Linked DNA regions of Delphinus delphis: region 1 is linked to region 2. The links are chromatin contacts, called in public Hi-C maps. All regions are on one chromosome and are shown on one strand. The core of a region is the stretch at or near the end of the contact, and the rest is flanking DNA. Distances in the headings are between cores, read along the strand shown. Region 1 holds the start of TNRC6B (trinucleotide repeat containing adaptor 6B). Region 2 holds the start of RPS19BP1 (ribosomal protein S19 binding protein 1).

Region 1 (6,515 bases), core at 3,306-5,805, 410 kb before region 2:
CAGTGGACTAGCAAGCCCAGCCCTGGTTTAGGTTTAGGTTAGACCTCAACTGGCTCAGTGGTAAAGGCTCCCAGGCGGAGGTGCAATTCAAGAGAACAAAATCGGTGTTCTCTTTAGTGATTTCAGATCTATCTCTATGTGGCAAGACCTCCACCAGTGGGATCAAGTCCAGAGAAGGTAGGAAGTAGAAAGCAAGGCTACCAGAAACTACAAGATAGCGATAAATTATGAAAGCAAAAGCCCAGACTTACAACACTGCCAGCAAATATTTACTGAGAGTTTGCGGTATGCCTGATACTTGGCTCGGCTCTGGAGGCATGGGAAGCAAAACAGACGTGGTCCTGAATCACAAACTGTAGTGAGAGCTATGAAGAAAGAACAGGAGCTCTGAGAGACCTAATTAAGGGTGGATGGGAGTAATGGGATGAGGTCATAAAGGAAAGACCCTCTGAAGAAGTGACAATTTCATCTGAACCCTGAAGTCAGGTGGGTAAAGACTAAGGGGGAAGAACAGCCCAAGCCAGGAGAGTGGTATGTACAAAAACCTTACGGCTGGAAAAGGCTTGGGTAATTCAAAGAATTGAAAGAAAGGCTGTGTAGTTAGAATGTCAGGAAGGCAGGTGGGCCATATAAAGGTGAGAGAAGGCTGGAGAGGCAGGCAGAGGCCAGATCTTGCGAAGCCTCAAAGGGTGAAAAATAAAATCCTAAACGGGTCTGAGTGCAACGGGAAGCCGTGAGGGGTTTTGACCAGGGAAATCCTGATGGGTTCTAAGTGTTCCAACCACCTATGCTCTGCTCAGCCTACTGAACAGAAGCCGGCTTGGCAGCAAAGAGGCAGGACCCAGCATTCGTAGCTGAGTAGCAGGATACCTGGTCTGGGGTAAGAGTTTAATATAAGGCCCTTCAAGTGTTCCAGGGTTCCAAGGCTGGGAGAAGGACGGTACCACCAAAAAATATAGAAAAATCTGGTGGAAGAGCTGGTTTGGGAGCCATTAGCTGGGAGGCAAAGTTAGGCACAACTCTAAACATACCGGGTATGAAAGACTAGGGAAGAATTCCAGCAGGTAAATATGGATGTTGTTTAGAGAATGGAAGAGAGATGAGGCATGGATCCTCAGGTTAACAGACAGAAGTGATATAGTTTAAATCCCAAAAGTAAATAACATTTTCAAGGAGTAGAAAAAGAGAAAAAAAAAAAGACAACAAAAGGAGCCTGAGTTTGATCCTTAGAGTTAATTTCTCTCTGGGATGGAAGTCAGGAAAAAGGGCTCTCAAAAAGGAAAGAGCATGAGTGAGTCTTTTTGGAGTGATGGAACTGTTCTGTATCCTGATTATGGTGATGGCCACATGTATCTGTACATGTACTAACATTCACAGAAACATACACACACTAGAAGTCATTGTTATTATATGTTATTTTAAAAGTAAAATAAAAATGTTTTTAAAGGGTGGGGTAGTCAAAAGGACTGAGCTACAGGGAGACAGCACAGAACAGGATAAAGCCCGAAAGGATGCTCTGGGAAATTTAACCATTAAATTAAATGGCAACCTTGGAAAACGCCTCAGTGAGTGGTGGTGAGGTTAAAAGCCAGGCTGCAAAGGTTCAAGGATGACTAAGTAGTGAAGGGAAGCAGTCAGTATAGCCTCCTCTGTTAGAATTCTGGAGGTGAAAGGAAGAACAGAATGGCACAGGAGCTCAAACAGATGAGAAGTGGGAGATTAGCAAACTAGCAGAGCCAAACTTCCCAGACTCTATGAATTGCTCCATTTAAGTATTCTTCTAAAACATGCCTTTTGCACATGAGCTGTTCACTTTCTTATCGTCCCATTGAACTAAAACTGCTAAAATGAACCCAAAATCATGACATTTTTAACTCTGTTCCTTAGTCAACTGATATTTACTGTGCTCCTACTATACAGTAAGCACCCTGCTGGATACAAAAGTGAATAACGCCTGGGCCCTGGAAGAGCACACAGGATTAATCACAACAGCAAAGGTACTGGAGTGATCTGCACGAAGCGCTCTGAAAGCCTTGACCTCTGAATTAAACACATTTTAATTTATCTTTATGAAAAGTAAATAAGGAGGAAATTAAAGCAAAGCTTAGATGTAACACTAGTAAAAATGTTCCTAATTTCTAAAAACTAAGAATGAGTTTCTTAAGTTAGGTATGGGGAACCTAATCATCAGTCGCATTTCCCTTTTCCATCCCTCTCTGCTTTTCAGTGTACTCTGCATTTCTTCCTCTGGATAAGTTAGGGGGCAAAATGGGACAAGCACAGGCTTTGAAACCAAACAGACTTAAGACTAAACCGATGCCCTTGAACTTCCTAGCTCTGTGGCTTCTGGAGGCTCATAAAACAGTAATGATACCTACCCCGCAGGCTTAAGGTAAGAATTAGGTAAAAATATAAACAGGTTGGCATATGCAAAACACGCAAAAAATGTTAGCTTAGGGCCTCCCTGGTGGCGCAATGGTTGAGAGTCCGCCTGCCGATGCACGGGGCACGGATTCGTGCCCCGGTCCGGGAAGATCCCACATGCCGGGGAGCAGCTGGCCCCATGAGCCACGGCTACTGAGCCTGCGCATCTGGAGCCTGTGCTCCGCAATGGGAGAGGCCCGCGTACCGCAAAAAAAAAAAAAAAAGTTAGCTTAACATTATTACTACCATTTGAAGAAATGATATTGTTCTGATTTAAAACATTTTTAAGTGCTTCCATTTGAATGAGAAAAAAATAATCTTTTTTCCCCAAGGGCATGACATTTCTGTGCTACCTTAGAAAAGCAGCTTGGCAATTTTTTCTCCTTAAGTCCTATCAGGAACTATTTTGCTCAAATAATGATGTTTGGGACAAGCACTTAAAAACAGTCAACAACTAAGAAACTATAAAGGCATCATTATTATCATCACGGCATCCCAAGAGGAACAAGCCAGTCTGATTTGCGATCTGCATACTTGCCTTAGTGTATGGACCTACTACATTCACATCTCTCCTACTACATACCGAGTGGGACACTGCACACGTGTAGAGTTGTCAATGTTCTAAAAGTTCTGCTTTTTAAAAGGCATTTACAAAACACTACCAAAAGAATAAACATAGTTTCAAAGCCAAGCTGCTTCTCCAAATCAATAGGAAACTATCATCCTACTGAAATTCCCCACAACTACGAAGGAAATAGCCTCTATTGTTAAACCTGCACAAAATGCTAAGATGTAAGATTTCTATACATCCCATTTCTGTTTGCTTAACTGCTGGCGCGGGGGGGGGGGGGCAGTAATTAATGACGTTTTACTCACTGACCATGGGGAAACATCTCTGGCCAATTTTGTTGTATAATTTTGCTTATATTGTAAGCAAATGGCCAACTTGAAATTCACCTTATCCCTCGCTTCAACCTCCAGCACAGACGCTAAAAAGTAATAAAACAGCCAAAAGATACATGAGAAAGCAAGCAGCCTGAAAAGACCCAGACTAGTTCTCGGTGCCCAAAGAACTGAGCATGTGCTGGTCCTTAAGAAGCCTGACAAGAGGCTACCTTTACTGGGTGTCTTCAGCCACTACAGTGGATTTAAGCCCACTGTGGAAACCCACTAGTTTGAAACCAAAGGGCGCAGGACCAGGGAATGCAGGAAACACTTCGGGCTGGTCGTCCGCTGATATTCCCCTCGCCCTCCTTTCCCCGAGGAGGTTGAATCGCCTCTCGAAGGTGGCCACACACGCAAGGCTCTGGGGGGAGGGGTGGGGGCGGCAGCAGGGGAACGCATTCACTCCGTCACGCAGGTCCTGCACACAGGTGGGGACCGGGAGGCTTCGAGGCCTGCCGCCTCCCTCTGCCACCGCCAGGCAGGGGCCCCGACGCGCCTCCGCGGGCCTCGGCTCTCCGCGGGGACCCCTCTCTGCCCCGAGGTCCCCCAGCGACGGGAAGCGAACTCGACTCGACCAGCCCACCCGGAAGCCCTCCCCCAGCTCACACCTGCCGGCGCGTGACGCCCGCAGTCGCGCTCGTCTGCCGGTCCCGGCCCGGCCATTCGGGGCGCCCCTTCCCCGCGAGCGGATGTCGCCCGCGTCCCTCCCAGCCCCGGGGTCAAATCCACCAGACGCCCGCCCCGCGGGGCGCGCGCCCAACGCCGCCACCCCCGCCGACCCCGCGCGCTCACGCCCCTCCGGCCCTCTCCCCGCCGCGCGCGCTCACTCGCGAGGACACGCACACGGTGCGCCTCAGCTTGACAGGCCGACCCCGCGCCGCGCGCTCCCGCGGGCGTCCTCGCCCACCCGGCCGGCCAGCTCTGACTGGGCGGTGAGCGGGGGAGGGGAAGGGCGGCGGTGGCCGTCGGTCCTCACTTACCACTGAGCCGTGCCGGCTCCAAGTGCGCGGCGTTCCGCTGTGAGGCGATGCGCCGCGATGCGCGCGGTCCCCGCTTCTCTGCAGGCTATGGAGGCGACGTAGTAGAGGGACTGAGGGGCTCGGGGGGGGTCACTCCCTCCCGCTTCACCTCCGAGAAACACGGGGACCCCAGAAACTAAAAACAAAATAAACAAACTTTCCCCTCCGCCTCCCTCCCCCAAAACCACAACACAAACACTCGGGGGCCCGCCCAGAGCCCCACTCCATTGGCCGCAGGGAGGATGCTGCCAGCCCTCACTGGCTGGCTTTTGTGCCCGTCAAGCTGCCGTTCCGCCCCTCCAATTTCTCCCAGCTGCCGTCGCCCCTCATTGGTCAAACGCGTTCCGTTTGACGAGCTACGATTGGCTGAGCTGTCTGCGCCAATCATTCGGGGACACACCCCCTCAGCATCCCAGAGACCTTTTCCTCGGTCGCGGACTCGGAGAGGCGAAGGGGAAACTAGAGCATGATGGCGGCCGAGCTCACTTGGCGCAACCATCGTCTTTTTCCTTTTATTAGCTCATTAGTGCCTCGCCCTCGCGCTGTTTCCCCTAAGCTCCTCTCTCCGTCCAGTACTGCCTAATAACGGAATCTATACGTCCCGGCTCCTTGATTTATCCCCGCCGAAGTGCTGAGTGTGGGCTCGTTGTGAATCATTGGACTGTCAGCGTGTCACTCCCTAGTCAAATCTTCAAACTATTGGTGGAACAGCAAGCAAGTCCGTCCAACAACAAGGGCTAATGCCATTGGTGTGTCTCCACTGAGTTCTTTCCTGGTACCTTATTGGGCAAATAGGCGCGTCGGTCAGATCTGGATTCGCTGTGCTGTGGTTAATTGTTTGCTAGGGAGTTTGAATGACTCCCATCATTTGGCCTGTGGTTGACGATAGTAACGATTACCATTTATTGCATGTCCGCTTTGTGCCAACCATGCAGAGTTCTTTACAAGGACTATCGGTTGAACCTGTGAGTTTTACGTTCTCTAAATTTTACAGTTAGGAAACTGAGGCTCCAGAGAGGTTAGGAAATTTGCCCAAGGTCACCTAGATAGGATGTAGTTGGTAGGCAAGCATTTGGTCCCAGGTCTGTCTGACTCCAGAGCCTTCGCTCTTTTCACTGTACTTTAGTGCCTTTCCCTTAGCCTAGAATCGTACCCAATCAGCTAACCCAACATCTTCAAAAGCTTTCAATCAGAAGCTAAATTCCTCAGTTTCTGGAGGTGACATTGCTGGGGACTAAAGCTATGGAATAGGCTGTCATTGCCTCCACTGCATCCTCTTCTCCAGCACCCATTCCTCCCCACCCTGAATTAAACAGTCTTGGTGATTCCTGACCAGAAGCCTATCTACCTTTATGTTCATTTTCTAGGCTTTATAAATAAATGGACACTTCTACCAGCCTTCTGTTTCAAGCCTACTTTCCTGACCCACACCCATCCATCTCCAGCTCACTCTCTTTTGAGAGAGTCCTCAAGAGGCAGAAACAAGGAGAGAATCTAAAGAGAGAAAAAGAATAAATCGGTTTAGAAATAAATAATTTACTGTATGCAAACGGAACAGCCCTTCGGCTCCTGGATAGCTTCCAGAGTAGCCCCTGATGCTGTGCAAGACAAGTGCTCCTGGCTTGTGGCCATTGGATTCTTTGTGGCCGCTTTCAGCAAAGTGAATCCAACATTCCAGCCGGGGGAGGGCAGAATGCTTAGGACCCACTGCCAGAGAGCCGGCCCCAGGCTCTGGGACTGAAATGATCTCCAGGAGCACAGTGCTGGACGATAGCCTGCATTCCGTCTCGGGTAATTAACATTTTACCATCCCAAATCCCCACCCCCTGTAGCTTCAGTGGGATCACTGCCCTTGTTTCCTCTCCTGATCCAAGCTGTTGTGTAACCGCATTGGCACTGCTTTAATAATAAAACAACCACTGTAACACAGTAATAGTGCTCAACACTTATAGCCTTTCAGCAGAGGAAGATAAGTGTTTCACAAACATCAATTAAGATTAAATGGCAGGTATTCCTAGGGCAACTGCCAGCAGAAGGACAGAAGAAAATTCATGAGTCAAATTCTAAGAAAGGTCCTAAGAACCTGAATCCTTATAACTACATACCCCATACTAGCATTCCAATATG
Region 2 (6,279 bases), core at 921-3,420:
GCCGGAAGCCAGGGCCACGCAGGGCTGGCCGCAAAGAGCCAGCTGACGTCGAGGGGCGTCCAGACCCCACTCTCGGACACCCCAGCCTGGACGGCGGCGGACCAGATCACGGTGCCGCGCCGCGTGAGAAAGCTGTCCTGCGGCGCCACCTAGTGGCCAGAGTGGCCGCTCGGCCCCTCCAGAGTTTGGCAGAGACGCTGCAAGAATCTACTGCTTCGCTGGGACATTGGAACACAAAATGTCCCTCCACCCTGGGGACCGTGTTCTGACCACCCCAGGTCGGGAGGAGAAAGAGGTACGGTGGAGTTTGGTCCTTTGCCCTCCTGAGGGGCGGACTCACTCATCCCACCTGGACATCTCTGCCTTCATCTATCTGATTCGTGCATTTATGGAGCCCTTACTGTATGCCAGGCTCTGTTCCAGGCGCTGGTGAACAAAGAAAGATCCCTGCCTTTGTAGAGTTTACAGTGGAGAATGGGTGAGGAAACAGTCAATAAACAATAAATGAGTGGGACTTCCTTTGTGGGCAGTGGTTAAGACTCCATGCTCCTCGTTCAGGGGGTCCAGGTTTGATCCCTGCTCAGGGAACTAGATCCCACATGCATACCACAACTAAGAGTTCGCATGCCACAACTAAGGAGCCCTCCTGCCACAGCTAGGACTCGGTGCAACAACAAAAAAAAAAAATTAAAAACAATAAATGAAGATAATAAAAGAAATTAAAAAACAATCTGGCTATTTCAGAAGCAGGAGAGAGCCTGTCTGACAGCATCACTGAGCTCCAGGGGACCCACAACCCTCAGGGCAAATCCGTGGAGCTTGATGCCAATGAAACCATGCAGCCCTCCTTGCTCCTCTGGGGCCACTCCTGTCCCAAGGGACATGCCCTCACTACAGAATCCTCCTGCCTGAGATACTCCCCTCCCACATGGCCAGCTCCTCTTCTCCTCCAGAGTCCTCCTGACTCCCACCCAGCGCCCCTGCAATGCTCTCCTGGGTGGGTGGCACTGGGGAGCAGTGCATAACTGCTCAGGCCAGGCTGTCTGTCTTGATTCCCAGCTCTGACACCACCTTGTGACCTGGACAGGTTCCTTGGCCTCTCTGTGCCCCTTTCCTCATTTGTAAAATGGGGGAAGCAGTTGTTCCTGCTCCAGAGGAGGGGAGGGCAGTAGTGGTATAAGTGAGTTAACAAATGTGAAACACTTAAGACAGCACCTTGACACAATGTCTGTTATTATTAACATCTGTTTAGGTTTTTCCCTCCTGGACTAGCTGACGGAGGTTAGTGAGGTTCATTCACAAAGGACCAACTGAGTCACCTCCATGTCCTACACTCTACAGTGTCATGTATACAAAAGGATCTCAGAACATGTTTGTACGGTGAATTCAGTGGTTCCCCCTCATTCACCACTGATTTATTGAGTGCCTTCTGCATGCCAAGTACTGGGCTAGGAGCTGCAGATGGAGCAGTGAACAAGACAGGTTTCCTCCCCACAGCAAGAAGAGTACTAATTTCTAAGCCAGAAGTTCTCAAACTATTTTGTCTAAGAACTCTTTACTCTTAAAAAAATTCAGGATCCCAAAGAGCTTTTGTATGTGTAACTAACAAGAGTTACCATGTTAGAAACTAAAACAGAATTTTAAAAAATACTTATTAATTCATTTAAAACAACAATAACAAGCCCGCATATTAACATAAGTGACATATTTTAATGAAAACAAAACGAAATAGTGGGAAAACACTGATATTGTTTTGCATTTTTGCAAATGTCTCTAATGGAAGATAGCTGGATTCTCATGCCGAACTAGATCTGTGCGATATGTTGCTCTGGTTGAAGTATAATACTTCCAAAAATACATTCCCCTTTTTCGTAAAAATTGAGAATACTAACACTCCGTCCCGAGCCCGGCCTCGCCCACTACTGAGACGCCTGACGCGATAGGACTGACCCACCAGGCTGGGCTAGCGGTGGACGGCTTCCGGGAGAAGGCGAGGCCTGGCTCCCAAAGGGTCGGTGGGGTTGCGATTGGACGACAAATGCGTCCTTCGGCGCGTTGGCCCCGCCTCCAGATCCCGCCCAGTGATAAACCTAACGCCTGCGTCCTAAGGAAGGTGGGCACTTCCGCCCGCCCATTGCGGAACCTTTTGTTCTAGCTCGCGTTTCCACCGAAACGACAAGGGCGGCCAAGACGGAAGTAGTTGAGGCGTGTGGGCGGAGCTAAGCGCCGCTATGTCGGTTTCCTTGCTGCGGCGAGGTTTGGAGCTTTTGGGGGTGCCTGAGGGTGAGGAGCTTCTTCCCAGAGACGTCCAGCCTGGGCGGGAAGGCGGCAGGGGCTGGGGGCAGGAGCCCCGAGGGTGCGAACGATCCAGACCGGGCTTAGCCTCGGTGAATGGGAACCCTGAGCGCCCTCCGAACCGAGTCGGTTCCTCTCTTCCCCTACAGCCCCCAGGGACGCGCCAGGCCAAACCAAGACGAGCGAGGCTCCGATGAAGCGGACGCGGAAGGCAAAGGCGGCCCAGGCCCAGAAACTGCGGAACTCGGCCAAGGGAAAGGTGCCCAAATCGGCGCTGGGTGAGCTCGGGAAGGGGCTGGACGCGCTGCTCCCGGGGTCGGGGGGCGGTGCCGGGGAGGAAGGGGCGCTAGAGTGAGGGCTTGAAATGTTACCCAGGAGTTTCTAGAATACTTGCTGTGCGACGGGCGTGGGGCGGGACCCTGGGAACACGGAGGTGAACGAATCACATTGTCCCGCCCTGCAAGGTCTACAGCCCTAGTAGGGAGAGAAGCATCGAAGAGTTTCAAAATCAGCGTATGGTTGCTGTGATAGGGTCTATGCATTAAGACTGTGGTGCTCTGAGAGGGACTTAGAATGAAAGGCCAAATCGGGCTTCTCTGAGGAAGCAACAGTTAAGCCCAGACCCGATGGAAGTATACGAGTGAACCGGGGGAAGAGTATTCTAGAGAGAATGGCATATGCGGAGTCAGAAAGAAGTTTATTGCCTTTGAAATCTTGAAAAAAAAGAAGCCTGGTCAAAGTGACATACAGGGAACGAGGGTCAGAGACGGAGCATTAAATAAAATTAATACTCCGTGTGCCAGGTGCTGTTCTAAGCCTCGTACAAATGTTTGCTCATGTAATTGCTCCCAGCAACCCTGTGAGGTCGGCACTATCATCACCTCCATTTTACAGAAGCAGAAACAGGCCCCTGCCCAGATAGTACAGGTAGAAACCAGGCAGATTGTCTCCAGAGCCCTGATCCCACCTACTGCTTCAAGATGCTATGGCCTGGGCGGTGGTGATGGTGCGGAGATGAGAGAATTGTGCAGGTGGAAGATGCGGTGAGGAGGGGGCATTGATGGCTTCAGTGGTGAATTGGCTGTGAGGATGGAGGCAGAGAGAGTCAGCGAGTACGGAATGTCTTGGGGGATGTGGCGCCACTTAACGAGACCTACAGACTTGAGGAGCTGGAGTGGGCAGGAATGCAGGGTGTTTTTGACCTGTGGCAGGACTTGGTGAGCTCCTAGTGTGTCTTTGAATCCCCAGGGCCTCGTGCATAAAAGGTGTTCAAGTTGTTTGTTAAAAGAACTATGAATTCCGAGGAAATACAGCATGAGCAAAAGTGTGGAGGCAGGAAAGTGAGCCTGGGTTGAGCCACAGTGGTGCTGGAGTGGAACAGGCACACAAGGGGCCCGAGGGAGGTCACTCCTCCATCCCAGCCCCCGCCCCACCACCCTGTCATGGTACATGACTGAGGACTGAGGGGACTCTCTCAACCCTCAGTGGCCAACCTAAAGAACACCTCTGTGGCTGCCACCTTGGTCTGAGCTACACACCATCTCTTGCCTGGATTGTTGCAGAAGCCTCCTAACTGGTCTCCCTTCCACTGCCCCCTCCCCCAGTAATCTTGTTCTCACCATAGCAGCCGAAGTGATCCCGTAAAATCCTGAGTCAGACCTGTCTCTCCTCTGCCCTGCACCCACCAGGGTGAGAGCCTGAGTCTGTCGGTGCCTGCTCAGGCCCCACATGATCTGCTCCTTCCAGCTTCGTCTCCTCGGCTTCTCCCCTCTCTGTCCAACCACTTTCTGTTCTTCAAGCACATTAATCACACTTCTGCTTCAGAGCCTTTGCACTGGCTGTTCCCTCTACCCAGAATGCTCTTCTCCCACAGTGTCACACTCTCTCCCTCCAGTCTTTGCTCAGAATTCATTTCAGTGAGGCCTTCTCAGAGCCTCCTGTTTGGAATTGCAACCCTCCCCCCAGCATCTCTCATTTCTGTTTACTATTCTCTTTTTCTCCATAAAATGATCACCCTCTGAAGTACCGTTTACCTTGTGTACCATCCCTCTTCCCACGGAATGGAAGTTCCATGAGGGCAGGACTTTTTGTCTGTTCTGTTTCCTGCTCTGTGCTCTTGCACCTAGAACAGTGGCTGACACACACACAGTAAGTGCCCAGGCCACCTTTGTTGAGTAAATCACTTGAGCAGGTGGAACCAAGGGGGACTTTGAGCAGGGTCTGTGTGGGGTGTGGTTTTGACAGAAGAGCCCAGGCTGTTGCAGCAGCCTGGGGAAGGGACGACAGGGCCTTTGGTAGGGCCATGGGAGGGGGGAGTGGAGTGGGGAGATGTCAGGAGGGGACCCAGAAGGCTTCCAGGGAGTGAATCTGAAATGATGCCATCCACAGCTGAGTTCCAGAAGCGAGAGCGTCGAGGTTACCTTGGAGTAAACCTGAGGTTTATGACTAGTGCAAGAAGCACAGTGGCCGAATCCGTCACCCAGCAGGTTCGTCAGGGGGATGGGCTGTGGGAAGGAACCTGGGGGGTGAGAACTGAGGCTGTTCCTGGGATCTGTGGGAGTCTCAGCCCTGAGCATAGGCTGGAGGGTGGAGGCCCCTCCAGGCTCCTAAGAGCTGGACACCCCGCTGTGCTGCGAGGGGCCTCCCCCTGGAGGGCCGAGAGCAGTGTGGGGAAGGTGGGAGGCTGGGCCTGGCCTTGCTCCCCTGGGACCCCTGTGGGCCTCCGCTGGCTCCTCTGTAAATGGAAACCACATGCCCTGCCTCCCGGGACGGTGTGAGGGCCAGGTGAGAGGGTGGCACTTGGTCGGCTGCACCAGGTTGTGTGGCTGCAAGTGGCTGGGAGTCCCCACCCAGGGCTCCTGACTCTCACACCCCCCAAGATTGTGCGCCAGGACCGGGGCCGCAAGGCCTGTGACCGGCCTGTGGGCAAGACTAAGAAGAAGAAGAAGGCCGAGGGCACCGTGTTCACCGAGGAAGACTTCCAGAAGTTCCAGCAGGAGTACTTCGGCAGTTAGGCTCCCGGGAGGGCACAGCCGCCTCGGACCTCTCAGCCTGGCTCAGGAAAGCCGTGGAGTGGAGGCTGGCACGGAGCTGGCGAGCTGGAAGCCCAGGGGAGGACCTTCGCTCAGACCCGAACTGACATCTGCAGGCTCGAGAGGTACCACCTGCCTGCTGGAAGGGAACACATTGGACTGTTTTGTCTGCTTTAGCCCAGGGAGGGCCTCGGGGCTGTTTGCTGTGGAGAGGCCTGTCACTGGGCCCTTGGGGACCACACCTCTGATAGGACGAGGGCCGCTGGGTGGGCTTCCAGGTTCTAATAAACGTGGCCCAGGGGCCGTGTGTGCTGCTCTAACAGGGTGTCTCCCGCCGCCTCTGGCACCAAGGAGCCTTCCCTCCCTCCCCCACCTCCCGGCTGGTTCTTAGGGCTCCAGGTGAGAAGTCCTGCAGCCCAGCCCCGGCGCAGGTACCACCAGAGAGCAGTTCACCCATCCGCAGACCCCGCAGGCCTCCTCTCCCTGGGGTGGCAGCCCCAGCTGAGAAGGCAGCTCTTGAGGAAGCTGAGGGAGGGAGCATGGCTGCCTCAGCCTAGTGCCCAGGGCTTGTGCCCTTGTGTGTTTTTTTTTGGGGGGGGCAGGATGAAAGGCCACTTTTTGTTTCTCTGACCTCTGTCACAGGAGGTGGGGACTAGTGGGGCGACTCAGGAGGTGAGCTCAAGAAACAGGGTTTTACACGCAGGTCTGCCGAGCAGAAGGGTGGTGCTGGGCCCAGAGCTGCACCACCAGGGGAAGGTGGAGGCCGGGCCACGTCCGGCGGGGGCAGCGCAGGGCAGGTGCTGTTGAGCAGATGCCCGAGTGAGCGGGTGGTGCTGCCCAGCTGGGTCTTCAGTGTGGCACTGATGACAAGTCCTAGAAGCCCAGGGGTCCCTTCTGGGGAGGGGGCCCTGGAGGCCTCCAGGCTGCTCGTCTGGCTCGCCGAGTGCCACCC

Evidence for each region. A called contact is a pair of places that touch in the nucleus more often than the background predicts.
Region 1: a contact with region 2 is called in a Hi-C map of lung, with 8 times the contacts expected there. The contact joins the promoter of TNRC6B here to the promoter of RPS19BP1 in region 2. A contact is called at or near these places in 3 of 3 Hi-C or Micro-C datasets (lung and muscle).

The regions. Positions count from the first base shown.
Region 1 is chr11:93,766,539-93,773,053 of mDelDel1.2, reverse strand. It overlaps TNRC6B (trinucleotide repeat containing adaptor 6B), which reads right to left and starts at 4,555. Exons shown (of 24, transcript XM_060025704.1): 1 at 4,350-4,555.
Region 2 is chr11:93,351,063-93,357,341 of mDelDel1.2, reverse strand. RPS19BP1 (ribosomal protein S19 binding protein 1) reads left to right here and starts at 2,170. Exons shown (of 4, transcript XM_060023964.1): 1 at 2,170-2,283; 2 at 2,445-2,573; 3 at 4,684-4,781; 4 at 5,175-5,647. The coding sequence starts at 2,232. The coding sequence ends at 5,309.